2 separate regions of the Pan troglodytes genome follow, and region 2 is linked to region 1. The links are chromatin contacts, called in public HiChIP or PLAC-seq maps. All regions are on one chromosome and are shown on one strand. The core of a region is the stretch at or near the end of the contact, and the rest is flanking DNA. Distances in the headings are between cores, read along the strand shown. Region 1 holds the start of MPC2 (mitochondrial pyruvate carrier 2). Region 2 holds the start of MPZL1 (myelin protein zero like 1).

Region 1 (5,740 bases), core at 2,000-4,499:
GGCCCAGGTGAATCTTGTGGATTTGGGAGCTCTAAGTAAACATATCTTTTAATCATAAATAACATCTGGGAAATTATTCATCTTCATTCCCACAACATAATAGGAAGTTTTGTGAAGTATAATTTTCTTTGATGGGAAGAAAGGAGGTAATTAATCAGTTTAAGTAAAATCAATTACAAAGCTTGAATATTACCATTGAAAGGGCACATGCTATGGTGAAATAACTGGAAATGTAAATGCTACAAGAAAAATTTATCCATTTGTTCTATTCCAATTTTACTATTTAGCAGTAATTCACTGCTAAAAAATCTGTAGAAATACAAATAATGAAAATGTATCAGAAAAATACTTAAATCTACAACCCTGTAGATAGACAATCATAATGTTTAAATATTGAAGTCTTTTAAAAAAGGAATCTATTTCCTTAGGAAAATCCTAACTTGGAATTTGACTTTTAAAAGGAAGGCTTTATAAGTGTACCATACTTTATTTTATTTATTTATTTATTTATTTATGACACAGAGTTTCCCTCTGTCGCCCAGGCTGGAGTGCAGTGGCACAATCTTGGCTCACTGCAACCTCCACCTCCCAAGTTCAAGCTATTCTCCTGCCTCAGCCTCCCAAGGAGCTGAGACTACAGGCGTACGCCACCACTCCCGGCTAATTTTTGTATTTTTAGTAAAGACCAGGGTTTCACCATGTTGGCCAGGCCGGTCTCAAACTCCTGACCTCAAGTGATCACCCGCCTTGGCCTCCCAAAGTGCTGGGATTCCAGGCGTAAGCCACCGCGCCCGGCCAAGAGTACAGTACTTTAAAAAGTCATTTTATCTAACAAAAAAATAAAATTAATAATAATAGTCATTTTATCGCCACACACAAAAAAAGATGGTAATTATGTGACATGACGGATATGTTAATTAACTTGATTGTATATGAAGTTATCAAGTCCTACACCTTAAATATAACAATTTTTAATTGTCAATTATACCCCAATAAAACTGGGAGGGAAAGTCATTTTTTAAAAAAAACCATCACTAATTCAAACATTAACAATGTGGATTTTGCTGTTTCCTGAATGCAGAGCCAGGATTAGCATTGTAGTATAGAAGAGTTGAATAACAGTGTAAAGGTCTACTAAGGGTAAAGGCCAATAAATTAGTTCTTTGCAAACATTTTCAAGTTTCGATACTTTCAAAAAGTATTTTCAAGTACTTAGAAAACCACTTTTAAAGGAAGTCATTCCAAAAATGTCCTATTTTAAGAGTATATATTATCATATCTAAAATATTATTTAAGATAAAGAACTCCCTGTATGTATACATACACATTTGAAAAACTGTAATTCAGGCTTTCTAATACAGTCAGTGAACCCTTCAATTCCCCTAGACCCAATACACAAATTCCATTTCCATTAGGGAGTTGGAGTAGGAGGGGGAAAAGCAGGTATATGGTTTTGTTATATTTTAATTAACTCGTTTGTAGATATAGCTGAAGTAACTGAACCAAAAGAAAACACTAAAATACAGAACTATATACAAGTACTTAAACTGTCCAACTGAGATAAAGGACCAAATTATAAATGTATCCATGCAAAACAATGTTAACGTTTGTTTTATTAAGCTAAAATTAAGTTCTCCGCAAATAAATTCTAAAAGAAATAACTGCACACTTTTTTTGGTAAATAGTTTAAAAAACCAGACTCTAGCTATATTCAATTTTAAAATGATTAATCACCACTCTAGGTACTTATCCTACAACAAATGCACAGAAGCTTGTAGAATGATGTTCATTAAAATGCTGTAAGGGCGAACGTCCACTTAAAGAAGAAAGGTTGAGTACCCTATGGTACTTCATAATGTTACCTACTATGTAATAATTTAAAAGACAGAATCAATCTATTTTTACTGCCATGGAAAGATCTCCAAAATGTGGAGAAGCGAAAACAATGTTTACAATATGACACCATGCGTTCAGGTGTCTCTCTCATACACACACACACAAACACACACACACCCCAGCATTTGTACATGTACATATGTACTTGTAAGAATGCAAACAAAAAGGTCTGGAAGAATATTCAGAAAACAGAAAATATTATTTCTAAGGGTGGCGGAGTGAAATTGAATGGGAGGGATCAAAGGGATTTTTGCTTCATTTTTATTTTTTTATAAACAAAATGTATTCGTATTTTACTTGAGACACTAAAAAGAATTAAAAAATTGCATGCTAACTTTTCTTAAATAATTTACAAACCAGAACTGTTGGTTGTAATGAGATTTCATTTTCTTCTCTTTACTTGAACTCAAATGAGAGCAACAAACACTTTTTAACTAGCAAGTGGCAAAACAGGAAAGAAAAAAATTTTATGATGTTGTTTGCCGTATCTCCAAATAGAAAGAAAGAGTAATGAAGAGTATACAGGAAGAAACAAAAAAGACCTTTACTAAGTACGTCCATTTTTAAGAAACCAAACTTTTTAGTTGACTCGGGCGTGACCTAGAATCCTCAAAAAAAAAAAAAAAAGGTTATGCAAAACGAAAAAAGCGGAATACTGTTCCCCCAAGTACTGAAGGTTGTTTTTAGAAAGCTTAACTACGAAACTGTAAATGCCAAGTGTGTTTTCCAGGGGTGGGAAGAGGAACGTGAAACCCTACACCACCTTTAAGCGGTCAAAACGAACTGAAGCGCAGAGTGGAACTGGGAGAGCGCGCGGGGGTGGGGAGAGCTCAGCTATCACTTTTAGGTTTTGGCTCAGCGCCGCAAAAACAGTTTACACGGATTCTGTCTGGAGCGTGAAGTCCCTGAGGGTGGTCAACGCGTCGCAGCCGACACCTAAACCCTCTGGAGATTGAAGGAGAGGGTGGGCAACAACTTAGGTTCTTCGGCTGAGCGGGGAAAGCGCGCTGGAAAAGAGCAAAAGAGCTAACTTTTGCTCTAAACGCGGCAGCTCCTGGAGGTTCCGCAAGTCCCCCGAGTCCCAACCCATTAGCGACCCCAACACCTTTACAAGCCAGTACCTTCGGCCCACGGCCCGGCCCTCCGAGAAAAACCCAGCAAGGGCGGCGGCTGGCAGCATGCACAGGGGGCTTGACTGGGGGAGGCACCGGCACGGGATTCGGCGACCAAGGCCCCACCCAACACCCCAGAGTCTCCGGGCGCCCCCACCGAGACGCCGTCCCACCTCCAACAGACCCGGCAGCGTGCCCCCTCCCCCACTCTAGGCGGCGACCTCAGCGCCTCCGCCCCGGGGCCCCCGCTCACCCAGGTAGCGACTCCGCAGCCGGGACGGGTCCTCCAGCCCGAGGGACCTTTTCCTCACGTCCCACAACAGGTGTGGGCAGGAGCCACCCCGAGACATGGCTCTGCCTGAGCCGGGTGAGAGGGGAGACCACCGCGTGGGGGAGGGGAGGAGGGGGAGGGGACACCCGTTTCAACACCCGAGCCGCACCGGCACCATCCGCGCGCCGGGCCTCCAGGGCGCAGCGTTAGATGGCGGTGGCAGCAGCGGCGCCTGGGCCCCCGAAGCCCGGCCGCACCCGGGCCGGAGCTCGCCTCATACTCTCCTTAGACTAACCAGAACATCCAAAGATCAGCAACAGTCTCCTCCCTCAGCCCCCCTCCAACAGGAGGAGGCGGAGGCGGAGGCGATGGCGACTCCTCCCTCTCCTCGTCCTGGATACCCTCCCCGCCAACCCTTTCTCGCGAGATGACGACCACCCTGGGGACTAAGGCTGGTGTGTGCCGCGGCTGCCCTCACCCTGGAAGAATGCATTCGGGCCACTCTAACCAGATCCTTAAGTCGCTAGGGATAAAAGACGAGTAGAGAGAGAAGCTACTCAATTCTGTAGTCTCTCGCTCACGAGTCTCCAGTCAAAAGAAGCAAGAGAATTGTGTGGCATCATCTTTAGGCACTGAAGGCCCAAAAACCCATTTTAACTACGGGCCTGCTTAATCAAAGTGAAAGGGCAGTAGAACCAGCGCAGCTTCACTTTCCCTTCTCCAACATGGCCTTGAGGGCATGGGGAGAAGGAGGAGGTTTCCGCTCGACCCCGCCCGCGCCTCGGGGCGGGCCAATCATGGCGGGCAGCTCGGCCTGCGCAAGCGCGCTGCCAGCAGGGCGCAGCGCGGACTTGGTGAGGTGATTATTTTGGCACCTGTTGCCATGGCTCCTCCTCCCTCTCTCCTGCCGGGGGCCGGAGGCGGACCAGGGGCTGGCAGTCGGCAGCCTCCGCCCCCTCAACCTTCGCGGGGCCCGGGCCGCAGCTTTTCGGTTCACAGCGGGCAGGGAAAGACGCGGGAAGGGTACTCCAGGCGAGAGGCGGACGCGAGTCGTCGTGGCAGGAAAAGTGACTAGCTCCCCTTCGTTGTCAGCCAGGGACGAGAACACAGCCACGCTCCCACCCGGCTGCCAACGATCCCTCGGCGGCGATGTCGGCCGCCGGTGCCCGAGGCCTACGGGCCACCTACCACCGGCTCCTCGATAAAGTGGAGCTGATGCTGCCCGAGAAATTGAGGCCGTTGTACAACCATCCAGCAGGTAATGGACCCTGAATGGCCTTATCGAGACCTTCCTTCTCGCTTCCTCTAAAATGGACCTTTTAGAGGCCCTCTGACAACTGCCTCTAGAGGCATCCACAGCCCCAACCCCTTCCGTTCAAGTGAAGCCGTCTACTCTCCTAGCCTGTGCATTTCACCCTCTCTCCTGCAACATCTCTTCCTAAGCCAACGTATCTCAAGTCAGCTCCCTTCCCCACCTATGTGACATCCGCTCCCTTACGCACGACTCCAACCCAAACCTGATCTCCAGATTTGAGCCTTCTCAACTTCTGCGGCCACCAAACTGTCTGGGACCACCATGAAACACTCATTCTCTGTCTCTTTTCGAATTGTGGCATATTAACCCACGCTAGGCAGAGCTGGATGGGTGGCTTGTCGCACTGTAGGGTTTGGAGTAAAGGTCACTTTCTTCAGCTGCTGCTGGCTGAGGCCTGCAGACTGAGCCCTCCCCCAAACTGCATGCTTTACTTCATCCAGGCTTGAGTCAGTGTCATTTCTCATCCCATAGGTCCAGTGTGTTTTTTTAAGTCTATCCTTATTTATGAAATTGTTGAACAAGCTCTACCCAGAGCTTTTTGTGTGGACAGACCTGGATATCATTCTCTTCTACCACTTATAGTTGTGACCTTGAGCAAAAGCCTAGATCTCTGTTTGTGTAATACGCGGTCTATGAGAATGACAGATAACATATGTGCTTGACTCTTTGTAAATGCTCAGTAAACGTTACATCTCTCTTTGCCTACTGGAAAACTGTGTTCTTGTGGTTGAAAAAAAAAAAAAACTGTAAGAAACTGAAAGATTCCAATCCCTTTATTAAAGATCTAGAATTCTGTTACCTCTTCTATAAAGTGAGTTGTAATGATACTTATTTGCTAGGGGCTAACATCAGATATATTCTGAGGTCTGTTTCAAGCCTAAGACTTGGCAAACTAGAAAATGTGTTGTAAATTGAAAGACTGAAGTGCTACCCGAAAAATGGCTTTTATTCTCCTACATAGTTAAAATCTGTATTCTGCAGTTGGTATCATTAGGAAAGTTGTCTAGTTCCCCCATTATCTGATTATGAACCAGCTCTCTGGAGTCTGAACTGGTTACTAAATCTGATTTCCAGTTTGATAATGGAATGAATTGAACATCTGGATTATACTCTAACCCTTAATATTATTTTCTGCAACATTGAACC
Region 2 (5,740 bases), core at 2,032-4,531, 220 kb after region 1:
ATTAATGAATAGGTCTATTTAGGATAGTCACTCTCTCTACTTGTTTCCTATCTGGTTGGTTATTTGCTAGAATGACAATTCACAATTACTGTTTGTCAATGTGTTTGTCAACGTGTTAGGGAAGCAGCAGCCTAGGAAAGCTAGAATAATGCCATTTTAAGTTCAGCTCCATTTTAGGACTAACAAGGCACATTCCTTGCCTGCCACGACCTATAGTCATGGGATGTTTATAATTAAGGAAACAGCCTGAAGATAACTAGGACTGACTCCTACAACAGCAAGAAGTCCAAATGTCCTAATATCTACAACAATATATGCCTTTAAGATAATCACAGTTATGCTTTTACGTATTCACACACTAAAATGTCAATAATTGTCTTCTTTAAATCAATAGAGTAACAAAATTTGTCATGTTGTCTGCTCACCCGTATGTAGGCACAGCTTAGCCTAGCTTTTACATAGGTAAGATCACTATATAAGAAAAACTTAAGAACGGGGTGTTTCTCCTCCTACTTTCTGAGAACGTCCTGCTCTGTAACGGAGTAGTTTCCAATAAACTTGCTTCTTTCACCCTGAATTCTTTCCTGCACGAGATCCAAGAACCCTCTCTCCAGGTCTCGGTGAAGACCCCTTTTTCCAGCAACAAAAGTACTAAAATGCAGTGAGCCATGATCATGCCACTGCACTCCAGCCCGGGCGACAGAGTGAGACCCTGTATCAAACAAACAAACAAACAAAAAACACCTAAAATTCGTATTGTTAAGGAATTTGGGACAAATTGTAATCATTCAGAATCATTCATTGAGCACTAGCTTCCTTATGATAAGACTCAATGCTAAGTATTTAAGAATTTAGGGCCAGGCAGGGTGGTAATCCCAGCACTTTGGGAGGCCGAGGCGGGTGGATCACGAGGTCAGGAGATCGAGACCATCCTAGCTAACACGGTGAAACCCCGACTCTATTAAAATACAAAAAAATTAGCCGGGCGTGGTGGCGGGCGCCTGTAGTCCCAGCTACTCGGGTGGCTGAGGCAGGAGAATGGCATGAACCCAGGAGGCGGAGCTTGCAGTGAGCCGAGATTGCGCCACTGCACTCCAGCCTGGGTGACAGAGCTAGACTCTGTCTCACAAAAAAAAGAAATTAGGCCGGGCGCAGTGGCTCACGCCTGTACTCCTAGCACTTTGGGAGGCCGAGGAGGGTGGATCAACTGAAGTCAGGAGTTGGAGACCAGCCTGGCCAACATGGTGAAACCCACCTCTACTAAAAATACAAAAATTAGCTGGGCGTGGTGGCCTATGCCTGTAATCCCAGCTACTCGGGAGGCGGAGAATCGCTTGAACCTGGAGGGCGGAGGGGGCGGAGGTTGCAGTGAGCCGAGATCACACCACTTCTCTCCAGCCTGGCGAAAGAGCGAAGCGAGACAACGTCTCAAAAAAAAAAACAAAAAAAAAAACAAAAAAAAAAAAACAAGAAAGGAAAAAGAATTTAAAATATAGTTAAGAAGCCATGCCTACTATATCTAATTAAAGATATTGGGACAATCGAACAGCAATCACACAATTGGTTGCCAATTCTACAGTAGAATTTCGTGTTGGTGTAGGTGTCTTGCGCTCTAAGAAGTTACAGTTGGAGGAGATAAGACTGAAACCCAGTTATTTACCACATACAATTGTTTTTGATATGTTAAAGGATCTTTTTCTGGGAAGGTTAGAGTTTGGGATTTGTCCAAAAGCAAACAGGTTTTCCAGCTGAAGAGAACACTTCGAGTAAAAACAGAGATGGGAATTCACAAGGCTAGATAGGTAGGGCTTTGAATATTACAATAAAAAATATCGGCAAGAAACCGAGATTTTAACATTACAGAAAAGTGCGAAAGAGAACGAATGAAACATCCAGAACTCAGTAACGGAGAGAGTCTGGAATCTGCCACAGTGACATTGTCCCACACTAATAGCCATTGATTAGCCATGAATAGAAATACAATTACAATTTTCGAAATAAGAGGTCGATATTATACTGATAGTGACAATTTTGCTGTCTTCTGTGTTACTGATTTTCAAAGAGCAAAACAGAAAAGAAAGAAAATTGAAAACGCGCTATCTATAGAAAGCAAACACAACCGAAAGATCGAATCCTAACATGCGAGCAACCACTTGAGGGCGCGGGACTAAATAGCTATGTGTTCCTTTCTGATGACACTAAGGTGGAGTTTATGTCGGCTCGTTGGTCTAGGGGTATGATTCTCGCTTAGGGTGCGAGAGGTCCCGGGTTCAAATCCCGGACGAGCCCTATTTTGGAGTAAGAATCACTTAAAGGTGAATTTTTTGGGGGATAGATTACTAAACGTAATAAATACAGGTTGGTCAGAGTAAAACACAAAATTGAGATTTTTGGAAACTTAGAGCACACTCTACATTGAAATACCATTAAAAGGCCTCATTTTGAAAATGTAAAAAGTTTGCTAGTAATGTAGTATTGTACTATGAAAACATTGTTCCTAGCTGTCTATTCCTGGGTGCAGCGCGTGTACAGGGCCATCGGGAGCTCAGTTCTTGGCTGCCTATGGCGTGGTTTAAATTCATCCACGACAGTGCCCCTCATTGGGGGTGGGGATATCTCCTGAGCGCCCCTTTCCTCGGCAATGCTCATTCCCGAACCCCGGGACATGCTAATCCATGACGCCCCCTGCTCGTTTGGAGGAGTTAAAGGCGTGCACAGGATTCCGCACTAGGCGTCTGTTTTTCAAGAGTGTGTGTTTTACATGGTACAAAGCAATTTGAAGGCGTTGCCTTTGGGCGTACAGTAACCATATGTTGTATTAATTGAGCTCACATGGTCCCTCGCTTCAAAAAACAAAGGGGATCAACGTTTGAGCTCATGGGACCAGTATGTTTTCATTTAAGTTTCTGAATGGAATATGTGGGGAATGAGGGGGAAAAAATCTGTTTTTAAATTTCGGGTGTAGGTGGGGGTAAAAGCCTGGGCTCGTCCGGGATTTGAACCCGGGACCTCTCGCACCCGAAGCGAGAATCATACCCCTAGACCAACGAGCCGCTCTCGGCAACGGGGCTCCCAGAGCTTCCCTTCAAGCTTGTTCCGCCTCTCACCTCGTGTTCCGAGCAACCACGACCTGCGACCCTTATACTGCGTGTCCTCTAATTCCCTAAGCCTCGGGTCCGGAGCGCTTACTGCCCCACAGCGTGGAGGAGCAGGGAGGGACCGGCTTTTGCCTGGTCCGGCCGTTCCAACCCCCTATCGCCGGCGGGGCCTCCACGTTCGCACGCGCTCCCGGAAGCCGCCTTCCGGCGTACGGGCTCGCCCCGGCTGTTCCACTCGCAGTGTTGGCGGGCGCCCGGGAGCCCGGGCTGAGGAAAGTGCGGGGCAGTGCGGGGCGGGGCAGGGCGCCTCAGGACGCAGCCCGGTGCCAAGTCCCGGCGGCGCCCCGCCCGCGCCCAGCCCGTCAGTGCACGCAGAGCTGGGCCTGCTAGCTCCGCGAGTGGGTCGGTGAATGAAGACGGGGAGTCCGAGCGAGGGAAGGGAATACCCGAATCCTGGCTAAGAAAGGGGTGGTGGGAGACGAAATCCCATAGGAATGAATATTAAGTTAACTCCCCGAACCTTCATTTGGGGATAATGCACTCTTTTAAGCCCTTTGCTTGTATTGAACTCACCTGATATTCGTAATAATCCCCTAGGTGCCATTGTATCTCCATTTGCAGATGAGGAAACTGAGGCTCAGAGATGTTAAGTCGCTCACATAAATCCACAGGGCTAGGAGCTGGCGGTGGCGCTGGTCTAGGAACTCCCGAGGTGCTGGAGGGTGGGAGAACTGGGGGCTGGGGCGTGTGAAAGGGACTGGAGAGGGGGGAGAAGATTGGTACCTCGGTAGCTTGGAGGAGAGAGGGCAGTGGCAGTGGGCTGGGTCTTTTCCCTCCCATCCAGCAGAAAATGTGAGCCTGCCCTACTGCCCTTCTGCCCAGAGGAGCGGGAGTCCGAGTGCGGGGTCTCCCGCGGGTGTGGTTTCCCGGCCTGGGGTCTAGCTCGTCTTGCCTGCTTTCCGGACTGCTCTTACCGCTTCCCCCCACTTCACGACCCCAGCCCGCCACTCTGCACTCCGGCTCCTTGCAGTCTGTGGCCAAGTTGCAGAGGTCCCTTATTTCTAAAACACTCTTGCATTCTTAGGGTACTTTCAGTTCAGCGTAAAAGAAATCCATTGCTTTGTAGCCTGGTCAGACGTTCTTCCAGGTCCTGGTGGTGCTTTTGCCCTGTCACCTGCTAACCGAGAGCTTCCCACGTGCACCCGCTTCTCTGCTCTTTTCTCTCTCTCTTCCTCTCTTCCTTTTAATGTCAGTGAGCTTTTGGGACGACACTTAGCGATAGGAGGTCAGGACCAGGGTTCATGCCGGTGGGGAGTGTAACGGGAAATGCAGTGAAGACACCTCAGAACAAACAGCGAGCACTGAAAAACCTTTCTTTAGCCCACTCTGGCGATGTAGAGAGCCCTGTCGCTGGCTGGTGCAGGGGCCAGGTCTAAGGTGGGCAGCCCTGTCTACGCCTTCTATTTGTTTGGAAGTGCGTAAAACTATTGACACCCTGTCCTTGTCTGAGACCACTTTTCTTCCTCCTACTTACCTAAGGTGTGAGAACTGGATATTGTTTTATTTCTTTTCTTTTTTATTTTGAGACGAAGTGTCGCTCTTGTTGCCCAGGCTGGAGTGCAATGGCGCGATCTCGGCTCACCGCAACCTCTGCCTCCCAGGTTGAAGTGATTCTTCTGCCTCAGCCTCCCGAGTAGCTGGGATTACAGGCATGCGCCACCACGCCTGGCTAATTTTGTATTTTTAGTAGAGACGGGTTTCTCCATGTTTGTCAGGCTGGTCTCGAACTCCCGATCTCAGGTGATCCGCCTTTCTCGGCCTCCCAAAGTGTTGGATTGAGCCACCGCGCCCGGCTGGATATTGCTTTTAACACACTGTTTGGTAGTTTGAGGATGGGTCAAAGGTGGGGAAGGTTGGGGAGAGAGTTTTCATTAGGGCAAGTCCTGAGCAGCTAAGCGTCTCCCTCCTTCCCTTTGAGAGTATGCGTGCCTTCGCTGGGGCTCTCTCTGCCTTGCCTGAACTGTATCCCACTCCTGGGAGCTTTGACATATTCCTGCCACTCACCATGTGCGTGGAACATGATAGAGGTGGACACTTCTATCTTTGCTGAGTATACACTCTCAAGGGTTTTTTGTTTGTTTTTGTTCGTTGTTGTTTTAATTTCCCAAGCCTGGGGAGAGGGATAAAAAATAAAAATAAGTTCCCAAGTCTGCTTTTCCACTCCGTTAAGTAGTTTGTAATGGCTTCATAGTATCCCATCAAGATAATGGCACATCCTTTTCTTAATTATTCTTCCACTGTATAAGTAAGTGGTGTCAAACATTTTGTTGAAATTTTGTGTATATACTTTTTTTTTTTTTTTTGAGACAGGGTCTCACTCTGTCACTCAGGCTGGAGTGCAGTGGTGCCATCATGGCTCACTGCAGCCTCAACCTCCTGGGCTCAAGTGATCCTCCTACCTCAGCCTCCCAGGTAGCTGGGACAGGCATGTGCCACCTACACCCAGCTAGTTCACCCACACCTGGCTAATATTTTTGTATTTTTTTGTAGAGATGGAGTTTCACTATGTTGCCCAGGCTGGTCTCCCAACTCCTGGGCTCAAGTGATCTGTCCACTTCGGCCTCCAAAGTGCTGGGATTACA

The links. HiChIP or PLAC-seq counts read pairs in DNA pulled down with a chosen protein or histone mark.
Region 2: an H3K4me3 HiChIP or PLAC-seq map of stem cell-derived excitatory neurons shows a contact between it and region 1, with 5 times the contacts expected there. The contact joins the promoter of MPZL1 here to the promoter of MPC2 in region 1. A contact is called at or near these places in 1 of 7 Hi-C or Micro-C datasets (stem cell-derived neural progenitor cells) and 1 of 1 datasets of contacts at active chromatin or transcription factors (stem cell-derived excitatory neurons).

What each region holds. Positions count from the first base shown.
Region 1 is chr1:81,169,503-81,175,242 of NHGRI_mPanTro3-v2.0_pri, forward strand. It overlaps MPC2 (mitochondrial pyruvate carrier 2), which reads left to right and starts at 3,250. Exons shown (of 6, transcript XM_016931913.3): 1 at 3,250-3,375; 2 at 4,372-4,537. The coding sequence starts at 4,429. DCAF6 (DDB1 and CUL4 associated factor 6) reads right to left here and starts at 4,152. Exons shown (of 20, transcript XM_063811648.1): 1 at 3,758-4,152.
Region 2 is chr1:81,392,679-81,398,418 of NHGRI_mPanTro3-v2.0_pri, forward strand. It overlaps MPZL1 (myelin protein zero like 1), which reads right to left and starts at 3,282. Exons shown (of 7, transcript XM_524952.8): 1 at 3,108-3,282. It overlaps TRNAP-AGG (transfer RNA proline (anticodon AGG)), which reads left to right and starts at 2,218; the gene lies at 2,218-2,289. It overlaps TRNAP-CGG (transfer RNA proline (anticodon CGG)), which reads right to left and starts at 3,053; the gene lies at 2,982-3,053.